Linked DNA regions of Hordeum vulgare: region 2 is linked to region 1. Evidence: chromatin contacts called from public Hi-C data. All regions are on one chromosome and are shown on one strand. The core of a region is the stretch at or near the end of the contact, and the rest is flanking DNA. Distances in the headings are between cores, read along the strand shown.

Evidence for each region. Hi-C and Micro-C count contacts between places; a contact is called where the count stands out from the background.
Region 2: a Hi-C map of seedling shows a contact between it and region 1, with 6 times the contacts expected there. The contact joins two enhancer-like sites. A contact is called at or near these places in 2 of 6 Hi-C or Micro-C datasets (leaf and seedling).

The regions. Positions count from the first base shown.
Region 1 is chr7H:105,704,472-105,707,497 of MorexV3_pseudomolecules_assembly, reverse strand. No RefSeq gene overlaps it. Among protein-coding and RNA genes, the nearest start is that of LOC123408410, 14 kb to the right of the region's middle. Within about 2 kb of position 1,682, at least 3 of the 3 cell types and tissues checked have open chromatin away from gene starts, as enhancers often do. A contact at or near this core is called in leaf and seedling, where this site is marked.
Region 2 is chr7H:106,015,859-106,018,686 of MorexV3_pseudomolecules_assembly, reverse strand. No RefSeq gene overlaps it. Among protein-coding and RNA genes, the nearest start is that of LOC123410764, 68 kb to the left of the region's middle. Within about 2 kb of position 1,341, at least 3 of the 3 cell types and tissues checked have open chromatin away from gene starts, as enhancers often do. A contact at or near this core is called in leaf and seedling, where this site is marked.

The DNA.
Region 1 (3,026 bases), core at 433-2,932:
CGGGTTTGGTGTAGGGATTCTCTTTCCATCATCACTTGATGACTCCTCATCATCATGATCCAAGTCAATTGCTTTCGTGCGTTTGTTGCTCTCATCAACATCATCGATGCCGTCACGCTTCTTCCACTTCTCATCATCCTTCAATTCTTCATAGCAACGAGCCAAGGTAAATGGTCTCCCTTTCTTGATGTTCCCTCCCTTTCTTGGTCTTCTTCTCCTCTCCTTTGAACAAGTTTTGTGCAATATTGAACTAAAAAAAACAAGTTAGCACTACAAACACTAAGAACAAGCATGATGAACATGGATGAAATGGCACTTACCATATCTATATCATTAGTGCCACTTGGGTTCAACTTGTCAACCGCCTTTTGTGGTGCCGCCCACTTTTGACAATCTCGGTTGATTGTCGACCACCGGGAGCGAAGAGATCGTGTCGAGCGGTCAATTCCACTCTTGTTGTGTAGATCAAAGTGCTCCTTCATCCGGTTTCAATATGCATTTTTACTTTGATCACCTTCAATGGATGGATCCCTCGACACTTGCAACCAAGTATTTCATAGCAATATGTCTTCATCGTTGGTGTAGTTGCCTCCTCTTCCTTTCGGTGCGTCGACAATGCCCTCACCATCCTCGTCCACCTCAAACTCATGGTCAACAAAGTGCATGTCATTGGTTTGAGACCAATGGAAATTGTTGAAGCCAACACCATAGTTGACATATATGCCTCATCGTTGACACTAGAAAGGATATACAACGAAGCAAATGAGCTATCTATATGTATGCATTCAAAAAATAACAACAACAATTTTTTTACCATTGGTGATTTCCTCGAACACCTTTTGCGCGTCGGACGGCAGCTCAACATGTGAGCTCACCGGCGCTTCGGGAGCCGCCGCGGTCGTCACACGCCCTACAAGTCTCTTTCTCGACGGCTTGGCGGAGCCGGAGCCGTCCGTCGCCTTCTTCTTCTTCGTGAAAACCTTGCCCTTCTTCGCCCGCGCCACATTTGGGAGCTGTAAGAGGGGGGCATGTGGGTTCACGGAGCGCGCCGGCGCGAGGCCACCCGCCGCCTAGGTCATCCGTGGCGGCATGAATAGGCCGCGCACGACGCCGGTGCTTGGAGGAGCGGCGGCGGCGACGAAGCCAAAGCTCCTAGTGCTAGGGTTTGCGGCGGCGGCGGCGACGACGACGGCCGCAGCGGAGGAGTCACGGTTGTAAGAAGGGGTGAAGGGGGTGTCGGCAGGGGCGTCCATCGGGTAGTTCGCCGGCGGCGGCACGCGGCGGGGCGAAGGTGGCGTGATGGAGAGAGAGCGACGCGCGCGCTCGAGTGTGCAACACGCCGAAGCGGACGCATCAAATAAGCAGCGCGTGATGCCGATTCCGACCGCGCGCTGTACTCTTTATGCCGCGCACGCGTTTATCGCGCGACCGCTGGAGCAACTTTTTTATTGTGCACGCGCCAAAAAGGCGATTTTTACAGCGCGGCGCTGTTTTAGCGCGGCTGTTGGAGATGCTCTAAATTTAAGGAAAAAAACCTTAAACCGTCAAATTTAGACATTTAAGTTTAAAAATATGCTTTAGAGAGCCAAGTTTTAGGAAAAGAGGCAGAGGACTGGAGATGATCTTATCTCGGAGGCGGGTGCCCAAGCCGGGAACCCCACTCCGCCATCGGTGTGGTGTTGGGGCCGAGAGGCCCTATTCAATGCTCAGTGCATCGAATTGCTGGCAAGCTGGCACATGCTCATGGACTGGTCCAGTTCGAATGTGTTCCACTATCTCGTTTTTGTGTCACCCAGTGTTCATTTCTCCTCCCATTTAAGCAAAAAACAAATCATTCACTTTTCTTTTGGTTTTCCATAGAACATGAATAATTTTTTCAAGAAAAGAGACGCTTATTTTTAGTGACATTAACATTTAATAAACTAGCATTTTCAATTACATGAACATTCTTCTAAAAAATATATAAAAGATAAAGAACTCAAAGTGTATTAAAAAAATGTTTAATGTGTTGGCAAATGTACATCGTGTATTTTTAAAAATATAATCATTGGCTGAAAATAATTACAAATGATAACATGTTATAATATTTTTAATGTTTTTGTAATTCGAAAATTTTAAATGATAATCGTGTGTTAGGAAATATTTAAGAAAATTCAAAAATTTATCAAAATTATAAGATTTCCGTAATTTGATTATTGTTAAATAAAAGAAACGAATAAACCAAGAAAATGAAATAAAAAATTATTAAAATATAATTCATTACAAAATAGTAGAAAACCTATAAAATCATAACAGAAGCCCCAAAGAAAACCCCTTCGATAAAAAAAAAGAACCAGTGCCGCACGCTCCAAAAAGAAAAGACAATTGGTGAAATTTTCTAGTGTGGTGCTGGGCAGAAAAGAAAACGAGCTAAATAGGACAAGCCCAACGCAACAACATGCATGCGTTAGGTTGACTATAGTACTCCCTCCGTCAAAAAAAATGTTTCAACTTTGTATTAACTTTAGTACTCCCTCCGTCTCAAAATTCTTGTCTTAAATTTATCTATATATGAATGTATCTAGTCACCTTTTGGTATTTAGATACATTCATTTTTAGACAAACCTAACACAAGAATTTTGGAACAGAGGAAGTATAAAATTATACTAAGCTTGAGACATTTATTTTGAGACGGTTAAAGTATCATCGAATGGATTTGAAAAAGGAAAGAATATTGTGTCGTCAAATAGGAGGAAAAGTTGTTGGCCATTGACGCCTACGTTCAAACGTGTGATGCTATTGCCGCATGGCAAACACTAGTTAACGGCAAATCCAATTTAGCGTCGCAGGCAACGATTAATGACAAATTTTGCTAACCGGTGCCTACTGCGCTCCGTAATGGGCTGGCCCATCTAGAGATCCTCTCTGTCTTTTAGTCCGTGAACTTTTTTCCAAATTGATGAACTTTTTAAATCGGTGAAGTTTTTCAAAATCGGTGAAGTTTTTTTTAAAACTGGTGAACATAACTTAAAATTCGTAAAAAAAAT
Region 2 (2,828 bases), core at 92-2,591, 310 kb before region 1:
ATGAGTACTCCATTCATATCCTTATACAAGGCCATAAACTCAAATTATATGTACCAAGGTAGAATTAAATGACTACTTTAGAAGTCAACTTTTCTTTTTGTCTAGTGGGAGTATTATGAATTAGAAAAGAACCTTGTTAAGTGTCATATGTGTGGCAAAAACACATGGCAACTTTGAATTGTTTCTATGGCAAATTTAGTAATGCGAGGTTGGGAACTTTAGTTGTCAAGCACAACTTCCTTTTCGGATATCAAGTTTATATTATTTTTGTTTGTTTTTTCTTTTCCGATGGCAACTTTAGTTCTAAAAATCTTCAGGGTCATAGTGTTTCATGCCACACAGGTGACTTTTATCATTTGGGTTTAAAAAATCATGGGTTTAAAAATATTTATGAATTTCCTCTACTTGCTTAAAAAAGATGAATAAAGCTAGATCCACAAAGAATTACAAACGCTGTACTTAATTTTCCAAACTATAACCCTCCCTAATTCAACGGGGGTGCGCCACTTCATCCCTCTATTACCGATTATAATCCCTCACATCAACTTTTTTGTAAAACAAGAAGTAACTTTTTGTAGACGTAACATTACTCTAAAAAGAATAGCGTTCTTTTTTTATCCTTTCGGACATAGTGCTTCGTCTGGCTTCCCATTCTTTTTTTGATAAGATGGTTAATAAGATGGTCCCATCATTTAGGGCATGTACAATGATTGATAAGATTGTCTTATCTTAAGTCTTGCATGTAATTTAGAAATGATAAAAAATGTCTTATAATGGATCATCTCTTAGCCTTATCTTCAATAACTAGCTATTCCTAAAAATATGATAAAACATATTGTGCTAAAAGATCACCTCTTGTTCTCTCTTAAACAAGAGAAGACAAATATTTTCTTACGAGTTCTCTCTCCTTCACCTCATCATTTATCCTACATGACACTCATAGGATAACACCATTGTACATGCCCTTAGTGGCTTACCAAAAAAAATCTTTGCTAAAATAATAAGTGCTTACAAAATTAAAATCCGAAATATATTCAGTTAGACAGATTTGATAATCAAGTGTTTACACAATCACATAAATATGGGCAGGTAAATCACTGGCTAACATACTTAAACATTTCTACCCATTGCAACACACTCGCAATTATCTAGTGAAATGAACACAGAAAAAATGAATAAAATGAAAGTAAATCAGCAAAAAGATGGGAAAGAAAAGGGAAGAGCACGACAGGAAACCAGATAGAGCAACTACTGTTGTGTAGCCCGATCTCCTGTAGTTGGCCTGACCCATGCACGGTTCCTACGAGTTAGTCTCTATGAATGAGAGCCCATGATCTCCTATTTGCCGCTAATTGCGGCAAGGAGTCGCCTGCCGCACATGGGTGGCGCCCCGACTGGGCCAGCCCATCATCGACAGCGATGAGGTGCAATGCACAGGGGTTGATCCCAACTGGACCGGCCCAGCTTATTTTTTTGTTTCAAAAAAAATCCAATAATTATTTTTCTACTTTTTGATTTCGATTTTGGAACATTTTTTCCGAAATAAAAAAAATATTTTCAAAAAAATTCCGAAATATTTTCTGAAATTCCGTAACATTTTTTTAAATTCCAAAACATTTTTTAAAATTCCGAAAGCTTTTTTAAAATCTGGAACATTTTTGAAACAGAAACAAAAAATGAATAAAGTAAAAAAATCGAAAAAAAGACGGTTCAGGAAATCTTCTAGAAAGTTCCCAAAATCCAAACAAACAGGCTGGAACTTCTAGAAGGTTGCCAAAACCGGGATGCTCTAATGGGCCAGCCTAATGTGAAGCGATCGCTCTCTCCGCATGGGTTTGGTCGACATTTCGACGCAAAGAGCGTTAAATAGGATTTTCCCATGCCTTAAGCGTCCAAATAGGTAGTTGGCTCCCTCTGCAGCGCATTATTGGGCCCGACCATAAAGGCTATGGCAGCGAACAAAATTTGTCGGAAAAATGCAAAAAGTGGATCATCCAGGATTCAAACATGCATCGCCATGTCCTTGTGCCAGCTCAGCTAACCAACAACACCATTGCACACTTGTGATTTTAGTAGCCTCCCTAAACTGAAAGAACAAATATGGCCACACTATTTATTTATCATTTTTTTATTTTTTTTTCAAGAAATCGTGAATTTAAAAACATTCATCAATATTGAGAAATAGTTCATCCCTTTAGAAGAAAAGTTGACAAAAATTTAAAAAGTTCTCCGATTTTGGAAAAAAAACTGAAAAAGGTTTTAAAAGTTCATCATTTCAAAAAAAAGTTCATTGGTTTAAAACAATACATCCACTTTGTCAAAAAAGTTCATCGAGTTTGAAAAACAGTCCATCGCTTTTGAAAAAAGTTCATCGACTTTGGCAAAAAGTTCATCGACTTTGACAAAAAAAGTTCATCAAGTTTTAAAAAGAGTTCAGCGATTTTGAAAAAGTTCACAAATTTGAAGGAATAAATTCATCAATGTTGAAAACGGATTGAAAAAAAATCATCAAATTTGAAAAAAAAGTTTATCAGATTTGAAAAAGGTTCTGCAATATTCAAAAATTCATTGAATTAGAAAAAGTTCATCCAATTGATGGTAAGATAAACAAAAACAGAAAAATAGAAAAACAAAAAAATGAGATGATAAGAGAAGAAAATGATAACACTTTATCTGTTATGTTTGCGTGGTCCGGTGATTACCCGTGTGCGGAGTTAATCAAGAGATCCCGGTTTGATTCACAGCTCTAATGAACTTTTTAAGCATTGAGAAGCACCCGAATAAAAGAGACGGGATCCAACGAAATGGGCCGAGCCCACTAACACGGC